Linked DNA regions of Pan troglodytes: region 1 is linked to region 2. A link is a contact called in public HiChIP or PLAC-seq data. All regions are on one chromosome and are shown on one strand. Each heading gives the region's core, a stretch centred on a gene start, on an enhancer-like site or on the middle of the called end of the contact. The rest is flanking DNA. Distances are from core to core; before and after follow the strand shown.

Region 1 (5,777 bases), core at 3,037-5,536, 530 kb before region 2:
CGCTGTCCAACTCTCACGGGATACATCCATTTGGATGGCTATTTCTTTCTCTCCATCCAAATCTACCTCTTCTTACCATCATTGTCCCCACCTCCATTATTATTTAGGCACGGTCCTCCTATCTCACGGTAGATGCAGGCAGAAGCTAAATCCTGTAAATTCTGTTTCCAAATGCCTCTAATTTGTTTCTTTTATCTTATTATCACCAAACTTTCTTTGTTCAGGTCTACATCATTACTATTTTTACAATAGCTTAATAATTAATGTTCTTGTCTCTGTCCATTCCAGACCATCTCACATGCGAACTCAAACTAATCTTTTTAAACATTACTGTTTATGTCATCCCCCTTCTCAAAAATGTTCACTAACTCTTTCCACTGCTTACAAAAGGATCTCCAGACTTCTTAAAAGGATGTGGAAAGACTTGAGACTTTGTAGTCAGAAAGCTTGGGTTGCATTTCCAATCTGCCACTTATTCACTCTGTGACCTTGAATAATCTCACTGGGCTTCAATTTTCCCATCCATCAATTGGGATTAATGACTAGTTATAAAGACCAAATACATGTGAAAGTGCTTTATATTTTTAAAGTCCTATAATGAATATAACCTTTTTTCCTTTTTTTTTTTTTTAATTTAGAGATAGTTACCAAATTACAAATAGCTTCAGCTTTGGAGTTAAGTAACAACCTGGTTTGAAATTTCAGCTCCATTACTTATTATCTGTGAGACTTTGAACAAATTAGTAAAACTCTCTGAGACTGTTTTCCCCCCATGTCAAAACACCTATTTTGCATGGCTATATGGAAATTAAATGAAATAGCAAATATGAAAACTTTTGGCCCAGTGTATAATTCATATCAGGCACTGATCTGTTTTCTTTTTGCCCTAACCTACTTTTCCTGCATCATATACCACTACACCTCTTTACAAACCTTATTAATAGAGCCACTCTAGACTACTTTATTTCCCCAAGCCATACAATGTACTTTTGTGTTTTTTCTTCAGCTACATGCTCTTTCCTTCCCTATCAAAATTGTACTCAATCTTCAAGGTGCAGTTAAAATATCCAGTCCTCCATAAAACCCTTTGTACTTCACAACTAGTGTGTTAATCACTTCTTCCCATGCATTCTTAGCCTGTATATTTTATCACAATATTTATTTGAATCTGGTTTATATTCTGCTTCTCCCACCAGATTATAGGGTCTTCAAGAAGAAGGTGGGAGTTATATTCATCTTTATTTCTCCCACATCATAGTCAGGACACTAGACAGTTATTGAATGAATGTAGAAATCAGATGCTGTCTTCTCTTTCCATTTTCTATAGGACACCACTTCTACAAATGCCTGCCCAAACATGTGCAAAAGCAAGCACATCTTCTCTAAACAGCTCCCTTTCAACTCCACTGTTTTTGACAGTGACACTCCCCTAACCCTACTCTGAGGCTAAACTTTTTTTTTCCTTTTCTTGAGGCAGGGTCTCACTCTGTCACCTAGGCTGGAGTGTAGTAGTGTGATCATGGCTCACTGCAGCCTCAACCTCCTGGGCTCAAGTGATCCTGCCACCTCAGCCTCCCAAGTAGCTAGGATCACAGGTGTGCACTACCACACCTAGACAACATGAAAAAAAAATGTTTCATATATATGCATTCTCTCTGAAACTCTTAAAGCTTAATAAGGAGATGTTCTCTTTGTCCTTAAAAGCTTATTTATAATACAGATACATATAGTGTACTATAAATAACTATTTAAATATGGGCTACAGATTAGCATATTTTATGACATATCACACTGGTATTTATATCCAATTAAATTTCTCTCAGCCACGTATGTAATAAACTAGTTACATGGTTCATTACTAGTTGAAGACTGACCAAGCCTGATAAAGATGATAATAGACACTAACATTATATAACACTTCATACTATAAAAAGTACTTTCACACAACTCTCATTTGATTTTGAATCCTGTGTGTTACATAATATTTCTATATCTGAACTGAAGAAAATGAGGCTTGGAGAGTGACTTGTCTAAGTAAAAAAAAAAGCTGGGAGTGGAACCTACAACTCTTACTACACATTCAATTCTGTTTATGCTACCACAGAAGCCTGTAGCAATAAACTATTACTGAAATAATGTGTGCTCTACTCGTCTATTTAGCATAAGTCTATAAACATAAATGTTACATGAAAAAGCAAAGTTATTATAGTTTTTTCAGGAGAGACAAGATATGGGTCAGTGACACTGTGACAACTTGGGACATTTTTTGCCAGCCAGCTTTTTCAGACGGATAAATTGTTAAGGTCAAGATAAATTTAGGCACCATAATAAATCTTTAAATCAACAGTAAACTGACAAAAAAAAAAACAAACCCACCACTTCATGAAGTTTTTTTTTTTTTTTTTTTTTGAGATAGAGTCGTGCTCTGTCTCCCAGGCTGGCGTGTAGTGGTACGATCTTGGCTCACTACAAGTTTTGCCTCCAGGGTTCAAGCGATTCTCCTGTCTCAGCCTCCCAAGTAACTGGGATTACAGGTGCCCACCACCACACCCAGCTAATTTTTGTATTTTTAGAAGAGGTGAGGTTTCACCATGTTGGCCAGGCTGGTCTCGAACTCCTGAGCTTAAGTGATCCGCCCCCCTTGGCCTCTCAAAAGTGCTGGTATTACAAGCATGAGCCACCATGCCCAGCCTGAAGAAAATTTAATTAAAATACTGTTTTTAATCAAAGAAATTTTGTTTTGACTAAATTTAGTAGCACTGAAAAACAAGTGTCTACACTTCAGAAATTAAAGAACCAGTAAGTTGTCCTGCAGAAAATGCTAAATGAAAAAATAGCATAATAAACTGTAATGTCTTCTTGAGAGCAGCATATAGGGCTCAGACAGAACGTTTTAAGAAAACATTGTCAACAAGTCAGTTGCCATCATATGTATCAAGAGTAATGAATCTGATGAACCAAAGTGACAAAATGGATTTCAACGGTGTCTTGTTTAGTTTTTAGAAATTCCAACATCCCACTATTTATAGTATAGCCTCTTCTTCCACATGACAGTATGACAGACTCAGTTTTTTGTCTTTTTTTTTTTTTTATATCTTTTTTGAGACAAAGAATCTTGCTCTGTCACCCAGGCTGGAAGTGCAGTGGCACAACCGCAGCTCACTGCAGCCTTGACCCCCTGGCTCAATCGATCCTCCCACCTCGCCCTCCAGAGTAGCCGGGACTACGTGTGCCTGCCACCAAGCCTGGTGAAAAAAAAACCCGTGTTTCATATTGTCATATAGAAGAGGCTATACTATAAACAGTGGGATGTTGGAATATATATATAAAAATATATATATATTTATATATAAAAACATATATTTTTATATATAAATATATAATATATAAAATATATATATTATATATTTATATATATAATATATATATATATATTTTTTTTTTGTAGGGACGGGTCTCACTATGTTGCCCAGGCGGGTCTTGAACTCCTGGGCTCATGTGATCCCCCTGCCTCAGCCTCCCAAAGTGTTGGGTTTACAGGTATGATGAGCCACAACGCCCGGCTGACACACTTTTTTTTTTTTTAATGCAATTTCTGTTTAGACCTTGACACCTGTTGATATTACTAGTCACTATGGAAAGAAGCAAAAACAGTTGCTTAAGATGCTCTAACACTTTTTTCCCCCTGTAGAAGCCAACATGGAATACAACATGAAAACTGTCTAAATGGGAACCTTCTAATATAGCTCACTGTATGCCATGCATTTCCACTCCATTTCCACTATGTTGGAACTGACTTCTACTTTCCTACTTAGCCATTAGGCGACTTAGCTGCCTCTAGGCAAGTAACTTCTCTGAAATGTTTCATTTTCCATGAAGTTTAAAAAAAAAAAAAGGTGGAGGACTTTAGAGAGCTTTGAACCGAATAAGGTCTATCAGACATCTTGAAAAGCTTTTTCTCCAGACGACGCAGAAACAGGCACACGGGGTTCTGCTTTCCCCACCTCCCACCCCCAAGCCCAGGTCCCATTCTTCTCGCTTTCAATCCTCATTTGGGCTCCTAAAGGAATAGCAAAGAGAGTTATTTTATCAATACCAGCGCTCCTCTGTCCCCAAATCCAGCTAGGGAAGGTTTCGGAGGCCTCAGCTACTTGAGAGAGGGTAGAGACGATCCTCGCCTATCTACCCAGCCACCCACCCCTTCCCAGATGTAGCGTCCGGGCCCCAGACCAAGCGCGTGCTTGGAGCTCTCCGGTACAGTGAGGCGCGCGCTTGCCTGGCTAGGGTCCCTGTGAAGGAATGGGATCCCGAGGTGCTTGCCAGGACCGCAGCAGGCGGAAGCTGCTGGCAGCACGAACGGGCGGCTCCCGCCGGCGTCGGTGGGGGAAGGGCGGCAGCCACACCCGGAAGTCGGTCCGGGAGGGAGGGGGAAATCTGAGGGAACGAGGCTTCCGGTGGCGCAAAGGGTGTCGGGAGCGGCTTCCTGCAAACCTTTCCTGGCATCTGGAGGGACCACCGTTGCCGCGGCTTCGGCTTCCACGATCTGCGTTCGGGCTACGCGGCCACGGCGGCAGCCACTGCGACTCCCACTGTGCCTGGCTCTGTCCATATTAGTTCCCAGGCGGCCGTCGCCGTTCCAGCAGCGGCAGCGGCAGCGGCAGCGGCGGACATGTTGTGAGGCGGCGGCGCGGGCGTCTGAAGGATGGTTTGGCCGAGGCGGCGGCAACGGCTGCTGGCGGCGGCGGCAGCGGCAGCGGGGCCTCGGGCTCTATAGAGCCGAGCCCGCTGGGTACCCGCCCGGTACCGCGGCGAGGCCAGTGCCCCTGGATCTTGCCTCTGCTCCGACGCCGTTGGGGACCAGTTAGGCGACAGCGCCCGCCCCTCTGAGGAGACACGAAGGTGGTTCCCCAGCCGCTCAAATTTCCGGACCACCTCGCTTTCCCCTCCTCAGCCTGGGCTGTGCTCTCTCTAGAATCCTCGGGCCCCCACTTTCTTCCCAAACTCATCCTAAATCTCTCACACACGCGAGTGTTCCCAGCCCTCAAGCCAGCTGCTCCTCCGTTCATTTTCTGCACCCTCTTCGCAAAGCACCCCCCGGGATCACTCTCCGAGGGCGACTTTTTGAGAAATCTCGGTGGAGTAGTGGACCAGAGCTGGGGAGTTTTTAAAAGCCGGGGCGCGAGAAACAGGAAGGTACTATGGCTTCCTCGTCTGGCAACGATGATGATCTCACTATCCCCAGAGCTGCTATCAATAAAATGATCAAAGAGACTCTTCCTAATGTCCGGGTGGCCAACGATGCTCGAGAGCTGGTGGTGAACTGCTGCACTGAATTCATTCACCTTATATCTTCTGAAGCCAATGAGATTTGTAACAAATCGGAAAAGAAGACCATCTCACCAGAGCATGTCATACAAGGTAAGTCGTGTGTGAGAGCTGGTTTGAATGAGGTTCTAGGGTAGCAGTCTGCTAATCGCGTGACCCTTTCGTGTCAAAGCCTCCATTCCTCTTCCCTGGTAAGTAACTTAATGAAAAAGCCAGACTGGCATGTAGGCAGCCGGTGCTTTAAAAACAATCCCTTTGTAGCATTTTTGCAGTACTTTTCATCCAGCGAATACATGTAAGGAGTGCAAACATTTAGGTCAGCGTCCCGAAAACGTAAAGAATAAGAGTGATCTCACTTTACAGCCAGGTAAGCCGAAGCAACAAGAATTACTTGCCTGAAGTTGAACTTAGATAATAATTAAGGAACGCAGAAATTCTCCTTTGGAAAGTTA
Region 2 (5,475 bases), core at 1,258-3,757:
TCATGTCTTCACTGACACTTATAACTGTGGACTCTTCTTCATCATCACTACCACCGCAATCACCAAACTTTGTCAAGTCACTTGCTTTTATGGGGCTCTTTTTGTTGTTATTCCATCTGCCTACTTCCACAGTTGCAAATGTTTGAGTTAATGATTTCATTACAGCCTCAGAGTTCAGATTAGAGTGCACTGATACAGCATTTTTATTTTGGGGGGTTGAATGTCTCTGAGAAACTAACTGTTGAAGGCTAGTGTCCTGAAGTTCAGAAAGATTCTTCAGCTGAGAACTTTTCTCATTAATTTCTTTCCCCTCATCTGTTATTCCATTGGCATCTTCATCCAAATCCTTACAATTCTGTTTTGTTTCTTTAAGAGATTCAACATTGGCCTGTTCGTGCACTGTTAATATATTTTCTGAACTTCTGTGGGAGAAATCATCATCAAAGTCATTATTATAGAAATTTGGCTTATTTATCTCAGAAAGAGATCTTGCTTGTAAATGGGAAGTTTGTCTGGTATCTGAATCCTCTGAATTCACAGGTGTACCCACGATCTGTTTCTCATTTCCTGGTACAATCTTACTATCTTTCTTTTCAGTTTGTGCCTTTAATTTCCTCTGCATACTCCTGGTTCTTCTAGTTGCAATTCCAGAGAATGAAATGTCTGAGCTTGATGTCTCAGCATCAGATATAGCTTCTGTATGAGATTCTTGGCTTGGATCTGTCAGAGATTTAGCCTTACTTCTTCTGGCTCCTGTAGTTTTTTCTGTGGGAAGCACAATTCTAGAAATACCTGAAACATGAGATTCTGCTTCAGACACTATTTCTTCAGTGTGAGACTCCTTTGTTGGAGTTACTTTCGGCTTTTTCCTAACACTGGACACTGGGGAGCATGCAATTAAGATCTGCCTTCTCCTAGTTACCCTTAAAATGGTATCATGGTGCTCAGACACAGAATAATTTGACTCTGCCTCAGAGGTCTCTCCATCCGTAGATGGTTCAGTTCCCTTTGGTAGTGAGCCTGTAGTTCTGCTCTTCCTCTTTCTAGCTTTAGGAGTTCTAGGGATTAAACTTTGCTTCCCAGTGGTCTGTGATTCAGCAGTAGTTCGGGCATCAGATCCAGTACTACTTTCTGGATGTGCTTGAATCCCATTAGCAGCAAAACTCTGCAAACCAGAGAAAACACACTGTAATTTAGGTAGGGCTGGAACAAGGGCAAAACAAATGAAATACTGACCCCAAAAGCTAAAACCCAGTAAACAAGATTACCTTTAAAACAAAAAACAAAAAAACCTGCCCAACTCATGATTTTTAAAAAATCAAAATTTGGCCGGGCGCGGTGGCTCACGGCTGTAATCCCAGCACTCTGGGAGGCCGAGGCAGGTGGATCACGAGGTCAGGAGTTCGAGACAGCTTGGCCAACATAGTGAAACCCCATCTCTACTCAAAGTAAAAAAATTAGCGGGGCGTGTTGGTGCGCACCTGTAATCCCAACTACTCAGGAGCCTGAGGCAGGAGAATTGTTGGAATCCGGGAGGCAGAAGTTGCAGTGAGCCGAGGTTGCGCCACTGCACTCTAGCCTGGGTGACAGAGCAAGACTCCGAATCAAAAACAAACAAACAAAAAAATCAAAATTTAAACACTGGATCCAACCCTGCATTTACTTCACTAGCCTCATCCTTCCTAGATGTAACTTCAGAAGCAGAACAATTAAAATTTTTCTGTTTAAAGTCAAATATAACGGGTAGACCAACATTCTGACCCACCTATAGAAGAGGGGAAAAAGGGAATATTAACTCTGAACACCGATGTGTTTAGGCACACACTGATGGAATCAGTCGCCGCCCTTACCTTTACGTACAGGAAAAAATCGCCGCCGCTCCGTTCCCTGCATCGCTGAGTCAGAATGAGACAGCCGACTAACGCCACTAAGAGTCACCAGGCGACGACACCACAGCCCTCCTCACGCCTTAAGGAGGTGATGCTGGACAGCTGCCAGCCTCCCCACGTGAAAACGAAGCTTTTTTTCCAGCCCCCCTAAATGGGGCTTGTGCTTGGTGGCCGAAATTAACCCTCCTTGGTACCGTGTTAACAGTAAGGTTTAAAAGTTCGAACTGTGCTTCTGCATTAAGGAGTTGAACGACCCAAATAAAGTTATCTAACCTCTCTTCCATACTAAAAATTGCCTTAAGAGACAGTGGTGAGGGCTAAACAGTTTCCGTGACAGGCTTAGCACTGGGCCTGGGAGACCCAAGCGTGCGGCAAGCTCGGGTCCTCTCTGTCGGCAGGTCCTCACCCTTAACCGGACCCTTGCGCCGCCCCGCCTGCCTGAGCGCGGCTCTGCGAAGCGGCGAGAAGTAGGGAAGACTGGATTTCCTACCTTTTGCCCGGAACTTTCAGCCGACGCGGCTTGGATGCTGGCCTTAGCCCGTGCAGATCTGGTAACCACCATCTTTCCGGCTCCCTCGCGACCACCACGACTTCCCTCTTCCCTGGCGCTCCGGAAATGCGTCAGAGAACTGCCTCGAGCGCGTTTTCCGCGCAGATCCGAGAATTCGCGAGAATCTCCGCCCAGCCAGTTCAGGCCAGGGCGGTCAGAGACAAAGGGCCTGGGTTTAAGTGTGCATTTCAGAGCTGTAGAAGGCAAGCCAGATTTTTGCTGGGAAAGACCTTCATCGGGGCAGCGAAGCCCGCAGTGACAGAGGGTCTTAGCGTACCCGTTCACATGAATTGTAAAAACGCACTTACATGCCATTCGTTCTTTCATTTGTTTAGTAGAATCGTTTGAACCCGGGAGGCGTTCTTTCATTTCTACGTTCTAAAGAGCTTAATGTAGCCATTGGTATGTCCAAGGGAGAAGTTTGAGATATTTGTGCTTTTTTAAAAAAGACAATATTTACTCGTGTATTGTGACGCTAAATATAAATAAAATTTAAGGACTTGGTTGGGGTAAAAGGGATATAAGGTGCTCGCAGGAACTCGGAGACGAAGTGGAAAGCTGTATAACGTGAGATGGTGTTTAGGGATTGGGAATAGCAGAAAAGAAAAAAACGTTAAAGAAATTGTAAAGGAGAAGAATAAGGTTTTGTTGTTGTTGTTGTTGTTATTGTTACAGTGAAAGGAAGAGTATGACCAGAATCAAGAGGTTTTTTTGGTTATCTTTTGAGATAAAAGGTAGAGAACTATGTTTGAGGGGATGGGAAGGGGTTGAAAAAATAAGTAAACGCAAATTATTGTTGGAGGTGAGAAAGGATGAATGAGTGCCTCACCAAACCTAGTCTCTACTTCTTTATGACAGAAAACCAATTTTTTAATTTAAAGTCACAGAACACTGTGTCGATGGACACACTGCTTCCCAGCTTAAAATAGCTTATTTTATAGTCTCTCTTGCAGCCAAATGTGGCTATGTGACTACGTTTTAGCCAATTAGGTATAAATTGTGTGCATGTCTTTAGGGATGGCATCTAAAAGAGAGGAGGCCGTCCCTGACTTTTTTTTTTGGAGACGGAGTCTTGCTCTGTCGCCCAGGGTGGAGTGCAATGGCGCAATCTTGGGTCACTGCAACCTCCGCCTCCCGGGTTCAAGCGATTCTGCTGCTTCAGCCTCCTGAGTAGCTGAGATTACAGGTGCCCGCCACCATTCCTGGCTAATTTTTTTTTTTGTATTTTTAGTAGAGACGGGGTTTCACCATGTTGGGCAGGCTGGTCTTGAACTCCTGCCTTCAGGTGATTCACCCGCCTCGGCCTCTCAAAGTGCTGGGATTACAGTGCTGGGATTATAGGCCTAAACGACCTCGCCCAGCCCTCCTGATCTTTTAAAGTGCATTTTACTTCCTGGAAAGTTGGGTTCGCTGGTTTTCAGGCAGCAAGTTTGTGCCATAAGGATGAAGGCATGCTTTAGAGATGGCATAGCAGTGAGATGGAAAAATCAACTTGTGGAGCTGCCCTATGAGCCCTCAAGAGCCGCCTTCTAGATTTTTCACCTGATGGAAACACCTTGTTAAAAGCCACTGTTAATTAGAGATTTTTCTATTTGCAGCCGAGCCTAATGCTAACTGAACTGGATAATAAACAGAGATGTGGGTGTAGTCAGAAAAGAATGCACCTTCCTTTGAGCCAGGAGGAAAGTGTTGATATCTGAAACAGAGAGGAGAATGTGAATGCAAGTATGTTCAAGTGGAGTGAAGAAGAGAAGATTTTGGGTAGATAATAACCTCTGTAAGTAGGTGATACATCTCAGAAGAATGGAAATGGTTTATATCAACATTTGTGGCAAATGTGGTAAGAAGCAAAAATAAATTTTAGTAGGGCCAAGTAGCAGTGAGACTATGTAAGAAGATGAACAGAAGAGAAAGGTTAGATTTGAAGAGCAGACAAATCGTGTAGAAGGAAAGTGAACCAATTGGATGTAGGTTGTGGAGATCAAAGTATCAAAGAACAACAGCATCAATCATAATAGTATTGGCCACTTAATATCTGCTGGATACTAATCTACGTGCTTTACATGTGTTCATTCATTTAATCTCCACATCTTTAATTTGAGCAAATGCATGAAAATAGAAATTAAGATGACAGAGGTAGGTGTAGAAAACTGGAGAGAATATTAGAAAATCATGCAATGTCTAATATTCACTTGCAAGCATGGCCCTTTCAAGTAAAGAAAAAAAAAAAAGAAAGGAGAAAACCAACTCATATACAATCTAAGGTCAAGAAACAAACATAAGATACTAAAATTGTCAGTACATAGTTATAATATGAGAAGATTGAGCTGGTCTATCAACAAATCTACCATAGGCCAAAAAAAAAAAGAAGTGTTTTTACGTGGGCTTACCAGGTTTGCCATATTCTTTGCCTATCTTCTTTATCTGAAGTGGATTTAGGGCAAATACAGTATATTTAATTTTAGGTATATATAGTATATACAATACAGTTGACCCTTGAACAACACGGGTTTGAACTGGGAAGTTCCACTTATGCAGTGATTTTCTTCTGCCTCCACCACCCCTGGACAGAAAGACCAACCCCTCCTCTTCCTCCTCAGCTTACTTAACATGAAGACAAGGATGAAGACCTTTATGATGATCCACTTCCACTTCTCTTCCTTATGATTCTCTTAAAATTTTCTTTTCTCGTTTATTGTAAGAATGCAATATATAATATATACAACATATAAAATATGTATTAATCAACTAGTTATCTGCAAGGCTTCTGGTCAATAGTAGGCTATTAGTAGTTAAGTTTTGGGGTAGTCAAAAGTTATCTGTGGATTTTCAACTGTGCAGGGGGGTCAATGCCCCAACCCCCACATTTTTTAACGGTAACCAGTACTATTACTCAGGCCCAAAAGGAAATTTACCTTAAATAATCTATATTTTACTAATTAAATCCTTAAACTGAAAGGTCAAAGCTCCCTGGAATTTTAGGCATTAACCAAAAGATGAGAGTTTTAGTGCATGAGCCTTCTAAAAATACATACT

What was found. HiChIP or PLAC-seq counts read pairs in DNA pulled down with a chosen protein or histone mark.
Region 1: an H3K4me3 HiChIP or PLAC-seq map of stem cell-derived excitatory neurons shows a contact between it and region 2, with 4 times the contacts expected there. The contact joins the promoter of DR1 here to the promoter of DNTTIP2 in region 2. A contact is called at or near these places in 1 of 7 Hi-C or Micro-C datasets (stem cell-derived neural progenitor cells) and 1 of 1 datasets of contacts at active chromatin or transcription factors (stem cell-derived excitatory neurons).

The regions. Positions count from the first base shown.
Region 1 is chr1:137,827,739-137,833,515 of NHGRI_mPanTro3-v2.0_pri, reverse strand. It overlaps DR1 (down-regulator of transcription 1), which reads left to right and starts at 4,286. Exons shown (of 3, transcript XM_001154876.8): 1 at 4,286-5,418. The coding sequence starts at 5,199.
Region 2 is chr1:137,297,477-137,302,951 of NHGRI_mPanTro3-v2.0_pri, reverse strand. DNTTIP2 (deoxynucleotidyltransferase terminal interacting protein 2) reads right to left here and starts at 2,507. Exons shown (of 7, transcript NM_001280405.1): 1 at 2,380-2,507; 2 at 1-1,165. The coding sequence starts at 2,451.